Regions from separate parts of the Zea mays genome. Here region 2 is linked to region 1. The links are chromatin contacts, called in public Hi-C maps. All regions are on one chromosome and are shown on one strand. The core of a region is the stretch at or near the end of the contact, and the rest is flanking DNA. Distances in the headings are between cores, read along the strand shown. Region 1 holds the start of LOC100272682. Region 2 holds the start of LOC100282390.

The links. Hi-C and Micro-C count contacts between places; a contact is called where the count stands out from the background.
Region 2: a contact with region 1 is called in a Hi-C map of leaf, with 5 times the contacts expected there. The contact joins the promoter of LOC100282390 here to the promoter of LOC100272682 in region 1. A contact is called at or near these places in 7 of 25 Hi-C or Micro-C datasets (ear, endosperm, leaf and 1 more).

The regions. Positions count from the first base shown.
Region 1 is chr3:195,646,312-195,651,080 of Zm-B73-REFERENCE-NAM-5.0, reverse strand. LOC100272682 reads left to right here and starts at 2,178. Exons shown (of 7, transcript NM_001147138.1): 1 at 2,178-2,298; 2 at 2,510-2,741.
Region 2 is chr3:195,813,102-195,817,870 of Zm-B73-REFERENCE-NAM-5.0, reverse strand. LOC100282390 reads right to left here and starts at 2,273. Exons shown (of 1, transcript NM_001155301.2): 1 at 1,776-2,273. The coding sequence starts at 2,145. The coding sequence ends at 1,861. It overlaps LOC100284365 (frataxin), which reads left to right. Exons shown (of 5, transcript NM_001157260.2): 2 at 345-417; 3 at 523-570; 4 at 678-772; 5 at 1,168-1,486. The coding sequence ends at 1,297.

The DNA of each region.
Region 1 (4,769 bases), core at 929-3,428:
ACCCCGAGCCGACTCGGGTCATGGAGAACTAGACCGGTGTCCCATCTGGCTAGCTCCGCCAGATGGGCAATGATGGCGCCCCACAAGCTCTGTGACGACGGCGGCTCTCAGCTCTCTTACGGAAGCAGGTGGACGTCAGCAAGGACTCGACCGCTCCGACAGCTGTCCCTCCGCCAGGCTCCGTTGCTCCTCCGACAGCCACGACATCACGCCAGCAGGGTGCCAAGATCTCTCCGGCTGCCACATTGGCATGTACTTAAGACGCTAGCTCTCCCTCCGCTAGACACGTAGCACTCTGCTACACCCCCATTGTACACCTGGATCCTCTCCTTACGCCTATAAAAGGGAGGACCAGGGCCTTCTTAGAGAAGGTTGGCCGCGCGGGACGAGGACGGGACAGGCGCTCTCTTAAGGTTGATTTGGTGACCCGGGATCCCGGGAGGATCTAAGGGGATTGAGGGGGAAATTAGTTCATTTCCCCCTCAATCCCCTCCGATCCTCCCGGGATCCCCTTGTCACCAAATCAACCCTTAGGGTCGCTCGCTTCCCTCACCCGCGTGGACGCTTGTAACCCCCCTACTGCAAGCGCACCCGACCTGGGCGCGGGACGAACACGAAGGCCGCGGGATCTCCACCTCTCTCACGCCCGTCTCCGGCCACCTCGCTTCTCCCCCCTTCGCGCTCGCCCACGCGCTCGACCCATCTGGGCTGGGGCACGCGGCACACTCACTCGTCGGCTCGGGGACCCCCGGTCTCGAAACGCCGACAACCGGATTACACCGTCCGACCTGAGCTTCCTCTAGTTATTGGAAGTTCAGAGCTTTTAATATATAAACTATATATAAATATCCATATATAAACATAAACATATAAATACACATATATCCTATGCGGGTACGCGAGTTCGTGGCTATGGGCACAACCTTTTCATACTCGTGAGAAAAATACACGTTGGTTGATAATCAAACTCGTCTCCGTACCCACAAATATAAATTTACACCCAAACCCGTATCCTATAGATTTTTACCCGTGGGCATGCAACTTGTTGCCATTCCTAACGGTAAGCTATTGTAAGGGCTGATTTGGGAACCCCAATTTATCAAGAGTTTTTCATTTTCCTATGAAAAATTAGTTCATTTTTCTTTGGAAAATTGAAAATCCCATAAAAATAAGGTTGCCAAACTAGCCCTAATAGGTATAAATACCCTACCTTTACTTGGAGAAGAATCTATGCTAGAATTAACAGAAATCCCAACTCGAACTCACCTGGAACTTACCTGCTGTTCGTAGCTCGTTCTGATCTCATCGAAGTTCATCTGATTTGCGGCTCACGTCGAGGAGGCAAGCGCTCCTTCGGCCTAGGGTTGTGACACTTGGCTAACCCCACACCTGTCCTGGCTGGCCCGTTGGTCGCTCGAAAAGGAGAAAAGCACGAAAAGAAGGAAGCTAAGAGGAAAGAAAGATAAAATGAAGAGCTGACCATAGAACCTATATAAAAATTAGATGGAGATGAAGATAGAATTGTCTACATAATGTAATAAATCTTAACACTATCCACTAGTGGAGCTATTTCTACAGTAGACTGAAATAAATCATAGATCTATATATACTTGAATTTACTTTTTTGAATTCACGAAGTTATTTCAAACATGGTATTGATAGGATAAGTAGGCTATGGTATTAGACTATCCCCACTAACTTATCCATCTTTTTCATCATATTCAAATATTATTCTACAAACATTGCAGTCTACAAAACAAAACAATATGAAACACTATTTTAAGTAGCTATATGAGTAAACTATTAAACTCAAAATAAAACAATATGAAACAATATTTTAAGTAGCTATATGAGTAAACCGTTAAACACAATTTTATTGACACTAGGGACATAAATAATATAAATATTATCCGTCTATGTTCGATATTTACTATCTTTATTTGTATTTGATATATCTGTACCGTCTAAGTCGATTACAATACATATTTAAATTTTATCCGATACAATTCGATAATGTTGGTACTCAATCTGAATGCGAAGAGAAGATATGAAATAAGTATGGAATGCGTATCCGATCCTCCGACTAACCCTGGCGCATAGTTGGTGACGGTCTTATGACACGGATGGTCGGATGGACACGGATGTTGCCTAGCTAGACTTTCGCTGCGAACAGAGGACGAGGGTCTTCGCCCTAGTCGCCTGTGCGCAGCGGGCCTAGAGGCAGCGACTGAGATATCCATTCCACTCCCGTCAATAATTCGTCATGACCACTGACCAGGTTGCCTTCACGGAGCCGAGGTAGAAGTCTTCTCTCGTGATTTCTTTTTGCGAGGGTTTCAAGATGCGTTCTAGTGAAGTTAGTACTATATTACAACTTTGTTAGACGATTCGAGTTTACTTTAAACTGGATTTTTGCAATTAAAAAAATGTTGGTATGGCATTCTATCCGCGTTTATACCGTTACTGCAATCAGAGTACCAATTTTTTTTTTTGTACTTCCCGGTTGTAGCTCATCTATGACGTTACTGAAATTGAAACTTGAACGGGGATGGGGATCCAAGGAAGAAGATGACGGATCGTGCAAATAAGGAGCCGCTATGCCCGCGGAAGAGGAAGAAGCGAATAAGCGATATATCTGCTTCCAAAAGGCTAGAAGCTGGAATTCCATTCAGACACATGTCACAAGCAACATGATTTGGACATTTCAACGAACACGTCGTTGGACGTAGCAGCAGCAGCAGGTAGTTGACTACTAGACTTAATAATTGCTACCACATGCATCCTTTCACATAGCAGGAATTAATAAAAAAACACCGCTACTTTTGTTCTTAGGGGGTGTTTGGTTTCTAGGGACTAATGTTTAGTCCCTAGATTTTATTCCATTTTAGTTCCAAAATTACCAAATATAGAAACTAAAATTTTATTTTAGTTTCTATATTTAGCGATTTATACACTAAAAAGGAATAAAATGAAGGGACTAAACATTAGTCCCTAGAAACCAAACACCCCCTTATAAAATCTATGTAACATACTCAATTTGTTTGCCTGGAATCTAGACTTGCATGGTGTCCGTTAGATGTTTTGATCCCCTCTACACTTCTTTCTCTTTAAGCGTTTTTAGTGTTGATTATTATCTGGTCAAAGTCAAGCAGATAGAAAAAGTGGAGTATGATTGCAATAACTGAGAGATAGTCAGTTCCCTGTCAAACTATCATTCTCAAGTGGACGAGCTGGTTGCCAATCAGTGCTTAGAGTTTAGTATCCATTAGAGACGCCAATGTTGACCGACGACTAGAAAATTGACCTCATAGTTCTATCATGGAACTTCTAAAACTCATAACTCTGAATGTTCATCCCAAAAGTTTTACCCGCTGGCACTCCCCACCACGCATTCTCTCTCCCCACCCCCAACGCAGCGATTGCAGGAACCATTTCACTTATCTGGGAGAATTCAGAGAGGTACATTTCACTTATTTGGGAGAATTCAGAGAGGTACGGAGAAATTCAATCCCTTTCCTCATGATTATGTCAGTGCATTTCTCTCTTGCTGCTTTGATTTGATTAGCCTAGTTTGGTAATCGGAGTAAAGCAGATAGCCATGTTTGGGAAAATAAGTTTCTGCAGAGAGTGCACCCTTGTTAATTTGTTGATCCTGTCTGTAATAGCATCAAGATGCTTGTCAGCTCCCACAGAAAGATTAGGCAGTATTTTTCAGAACCAATCAATTTTAGATGGGCAGACACTAGTGTCCATGAGCAGAATTTTCGTGCTCGGTTTCTTTAGCCCTGGAGCTTCGAGCAAGCGATATGTTGGTATATGGCACAACGATGTTTCAGAAAGAAGAGTTGTATGGGTTGCCAACAGGAACGATCCATTACAAGATACTTCTGGCATACTTAAGTTTGATAACAGTAGCAATCTGATCGTTTTAGATGGGAGGGGCAACTCATTCACAGTGGCTTATGGACGGGGAGTGCAAGATGTGGAGGCTGCAATGCTGGATAACGGCAATTTCATCTTAAGGAGCATCACGAACCAAGCTAAGATCATATGGCAGAGCTTTGACTCTCCTACTGATACATGGTTCCCTGGAATTAATATTACACTTGGTGCTAAATTGCTGACTTCATGGAAGAGCTATGATGACCCAGCAGTAGGGGATTATTCTTTTGGACCTGGCATAACTAATGCATCTCAACTCATTATCTGGTGGAAAGGGATCCAATTTTGGACCAGTTTACGCTGGAATGGTGATACCAACTCTCTCATTCCAGAGCTGACATCTCTTGGTATCATCCCTGTTTTATTTCAATGTGACAACCTTACATGTACATACACTGCCAATCCCAGAGACACAATGACAAAGATTGTGTTAGATCCAAATGGTTCATTGAACATAGCCCAATTTAGTCCTGTAACTGAGTCATGGACTCTGTTATGGCGACAGCCTCCTAGCTGTGAGGTATCTAACATATGTGGTGTTTTTGGTATATGCAACAACAATATGTCACCCATATGTCATTGTCCACTAGGCTTTGAACAACAAGCAGGAGATACCCGGAAAGGGTGCACTAGGCAAATCCAACTGCAGTGTAATGGTGATAGGTTTGTTAATATGTCCAATATGCGATTCCCTGACTCAAGAGTTAAACTTTCTGTTATGGGAGACGGCAAATGCCAATTGGAATGCATGAAAAATTGCTCCTGCACTGCATACACTTATTCTGTATTGGATGGTTGCAGCCTATGGTATGGCAATTTAACAAATA
Region 2 (4,769 bases), core at 1,024-3,523, 170 kb before region 1:
CTTGATAGAGCAATTTTTGTTGGAATTTTTTTTGCCTCCACCTGTGTCAATCGGTAGCCCTAAACCAGACACTCAAAATGCTATGTAATTTTCCAATATAGTGACAATGGACAAAAGGTTGTTCAGGAGAGGTAAGAGTTGCTTGAATCGAATCAACAGTCTGAAATGTGGAAAGCTGGGCTTACTGATATAAGTTTATCACAGTAATTTAAAATAAAATCTGATCGTGAGTATGTTAACTGTTTTTACTTTATAATTGCTCTAGTTTGGTTACGTGAGATTTGCTACATAGCTTTTTTTCGCATGGGTTAGCTGTTGATTATATGATTATGTACATTGAATAGGTCGATAATGCAAGAGGATGAATTTCACAAATTAGCAGATGAGACAATTCATGATTTGCTTGAAACACTTGAGGTGGTGATATGGCCTTCAAATCTCAGCACTTGAGCAAAAGCTCTCGTCGAAGATGTTAAGCCATTGTACCTTTGACCGATACAATTCTTCATGTCTCTATTTTAGGAATATGGTGACTCCATTCAGATGGATGGTTTCGACATAGACTATGGGGTTAGTTGCAACATGCCATGGAGAATCATGTGATTCTTACTATTATGTGTTTTTGTTTTCGTGTATTCAATTATTGATGCATCCTTCTCTTTTCCTTGACATTCTAGAACCAGGTTTTGACATTGAGGCTTGGGGATTTGGGGACATATGTTGTGAACAAGCAATCACCAAACAGACAAATCTGGCTTTCTTCACCTGTAAGGTAATACTACCATCTTAGTATCTCAGTTGTTGTTTGTTTCATTTTATGTATTGGACCTCTGAGTTAGATAGGCATATAGTTTCAGGAACCTATCACTGTGTAATGGCTAATGATTACATGTCTTCCTTTTTTGGGAAGGAAAAAAGGCATTTTCTGGATAGAAGAGAGCGGCCATTTGTGATATGTCGTTTGGTTTATCCAGTAGGCTATGCGTCTTATGATGTGGTTCTGAAATTTATCTATACTTCATTTCCAATCAAATAGACCCACTGTTGGATATCTTGTACAGCAACCAAAAGCTCTTCATTGAATCGTCTATACTTCATTTCCAACCAAAAGCTCTTTATTCTTATATATCTTATATATAAAAAAATGCTATCTGGATATGCATGCAGTGGGCCTTCTAGGTTTGACTGGGATGCAGCAACTAATGGTTGGATATACAAGCGAACTGGATCGAATCTTGTGCAACTTCTTGAGAAGGAGATTGGTGAGCTCTGTGGTACTCCAGTACAACTTTCATAATAGTACAGGAAATGCCACACAACTAGGTTGGATGGAGAGCAGTGCACTTGAGGTACAGTATGAATGAGAGTATGAGACAACCCTCCTGTAATATGGTTATTCACAAGATTTTCTTCTGGACATTTGCACACTGTTTGGGATAAATAATTTCATTCGCTGATAACAGGACAAAGTAAACATCAGACATATATCCTTTGCTTTGAGATGCCCTAGAGACCTCAAGTAGTCAAGTGCTCATGGTACTTTGTTGTATAATTTTCACCTTCTGTTAAAAAGGACAGACCCAATGCGGGTGGCTCCCACATGAGTGGGGTTTAGGGAAGGATAACTAAGTCAAGCTCTACCCCTGTATTATTTTGCAGAGAGGTTGCGTCAAAACCTAGGATCTTTGGTCCAGTGGGAAGCCTTTTCACCACTGCGCCACACCTTTTGTTAGTATCATAATATGAGTAAGTTTGTCAGACTACATTAGTGTTTCTGAATTCAATATCACATTGGAGCTGGACCAAATTGACATTAAAGATCACTGTTCTGTTGTACTAAGCAACAAGGATCAAGTTACATCAATATTGAAACATCATGTGTGCCTCTTCTTCCATCAGCTTAGGGCTCAATCTGACCATGAGAATGCAGAACTCCATCTGATCCAGCGCCCCATCCCCGTCAAGATCCCCTTCCCTGATCATCTCCGGGAGCTCATCACCATGGAGTTCTCCAAGCCCGAACCTGGCCGCATTCTGCTTCAGGCTCTGGCAGGTGATCTTGCCTGTCCTAGGCTCCATGAGCAGCTGGAACCCTTTGCATAGCTCCTGAATCAGCCCCTCCACCCCTACCTTCCTCACCATCATTGGCAGGAAGTCCTACAACTGCATGGAGGAGCCGTTGTCTGAGCTCGTACTAGAATTGCCCCGGGAGATCATGGTGAAGATTAAAGATCTGGCAATGGTTGGCAAGATTTATGAGTGAGATTGTGGTTGATGAGCGATGGAGAGAGAGGTTGTTGGTTATATAGGGGGGGGGGGGGGGGGGGGGGGGTGAATCCATGGAGGTCCTTAGAAGTAGAGTCTCCCAGTGCATGCCAGCCAAAGTACAGGTAATTGTAGCCTTGCAGGTTTCCCTGAGCTGCCTATCTCCAGGTGGTTGTTGCATCCGGTAGTTTCTGCGAAATAGCACACAGGGTTAGCTGTCTTCCGCGAGATCTGAAAGAGTGGTTGCTTGAACGGGTCTTGTTTCTTCCTTTTCGCGGTTGACTTACTAAAACAGGGGGCTTAAATGCTTGATGACATAAGAAAACGGAAAGGTAGTGTGAACGCTGACTTGAAGTTTCGGCATGAACAAAAGCAGATCAAGTAGCTGATGATATGATAATAATAATCTGTGATCAAAGATCGTGGACGGTGTCACGTGTGAGTAGGGGTGATAACGAGCTCTAAATTTTACACTATAAGATTTAAGGATTGGATTAGGGGTGATAATAATCTGTGAACAAAAGCAGATCAAGTAGCTCTATTTCTATTCATTTTTGAACTACAAATTATTTAGGACCCTACCATTCTGTGAAGAAGCATTTAGATCGTGATCTATTACCACCTCTACGTATGTGTAAGACAAGAAACAAGTTTGAATCAGACTAGCAAGGAGTATACGAAACGGTGAGGGTGCGCATAGTCTTCTGAACGTAATCCTAGTAAATTTCGTTCCAGTTATGTTCGGCTTAGGATGTCGCTTATGGTTCAGTTTCAGCATATTTGGCATCATGCCATGGATGACGCACTTGTCCTCCCGATAAAAACTCTGAAGGCAGTAAACGAATTTCACAGATGGCTAGAATCCAAAGCATGAGAACACAACGAAGATTTGGACACTAAACAAGCAAGAACCAATGAAAAACCCAAAACTCAGTTCAAATCAGATAGGTTTGATAGCATACCGGACAGGTATGGTATGACTTGAACAATGTGTATCATCGTAGAAAAAAATAAATTCTAAAGGAAGCTTTAAAAAATCTCCACAAAATTCAATAGTTGAAAATACCCGACATGCATGATTTGTACACCGGATAGATCCGGTATAAAATCAGACTGCAAGAGTTTTCTTCAAAATTTCATATCCGATTCAAATCTACTTTGGTTGAGTTTAAATTTTACAAAGAAGTTTCTAGGATGCTGAGAGGATATCCTTAAAGCATCAACACCCTAAAACTCACTTAAACAACCGTGATCTCAAAACCAATCTCCGAAAACGTGGTCTTCTCCAAATACTCAAAAGATCAAATTTCGCGTGCTTTGTGAGGAATCTGCCAAAAACAGTTTGGTAGAGATGTTCCTCAGATGTGCTTAGCACGAGTTGATCCAACCCAAACAATCTCCAATCCTCAAAAAATAAAAAGATGCAACAAAACAACAAAGAGAGGGTGACCGAGAGGAGAAAACCCAAATCGATTCAAAGCACGAGATCTTACGATTGAAAGGAAAGGCTGGTTTTGTTGTCATAATATCAACTTAAATAAGATCTGGTCTTGAACACAAACAAATGGCTCAATCTCTCATGTGTGGATATCTCAGTACAAGACTCTTGCTAAACTTAGAAGATGTTTGAATGCACTAGAGCTAATAGTTAGCTGCTAAAATTAGCTGAATACATCACTATTAGCTACTTTTAGCAAATTATCTAATAGTTAGCTAGCTATTTGATAGCTAGTTAATTTCCTTAGCATTTTTAGCCAACTAACTATTAGTTCTAGTGCATTCAAACACCTCCTTAGAAAACTAACACCTAAAGACCGAAATGAAAACACTAGAAGAGATGGTTGGCTTGGCAACACACGTCTTATTTATAGAGCCATATTATTATATCACACATTCCAAGCATGTCCTTAGATATTTTTATCAACAACTTAACCGCAAGGATAAAATGGTTCAAGTAGAGATATGTGCACGATGGCCACAAGCCCTTCACAAAGAATGCTATGCCTTGACGCAAGCTTCCCGATGACGCTATGTGCCACATTGAACTCCATTCCAAGTTTTGAGGCTCAAATCCAGCAAACTGTTTACCTTTGGTTTTGAGTCCCAAATAATCAAACCTAGCTAGAGAAGCGTATCCGCTACACCTCCTCTATGATATTGATATGTGTCACCACTTGTCCTTGACCACCCAATCATCAAGTCCTTTGTGCTCCCGCTTGACTTAGTTAATCGTTGTGTTGACTTGGTCAACCTAGTCTATTCCTAGACATTTACACTTTCTTGTCGATGTCCCTAAGTGGCAACCACCTATGTTCAATCTTCTGGTCCAAGCCTCATGTCCCTACTTCACCACTCCTAGTCCATTGGCATGAACCCACTTGACCTTTTCCATAGCCATAGTCTATTTTAGTGTTCCATACCTACGCACCACAAGCCAAGAGATGTATTGCACAAGACCATACTCATGCAATGGTTATTATAAACACTAAACCAAAGCTTGATCA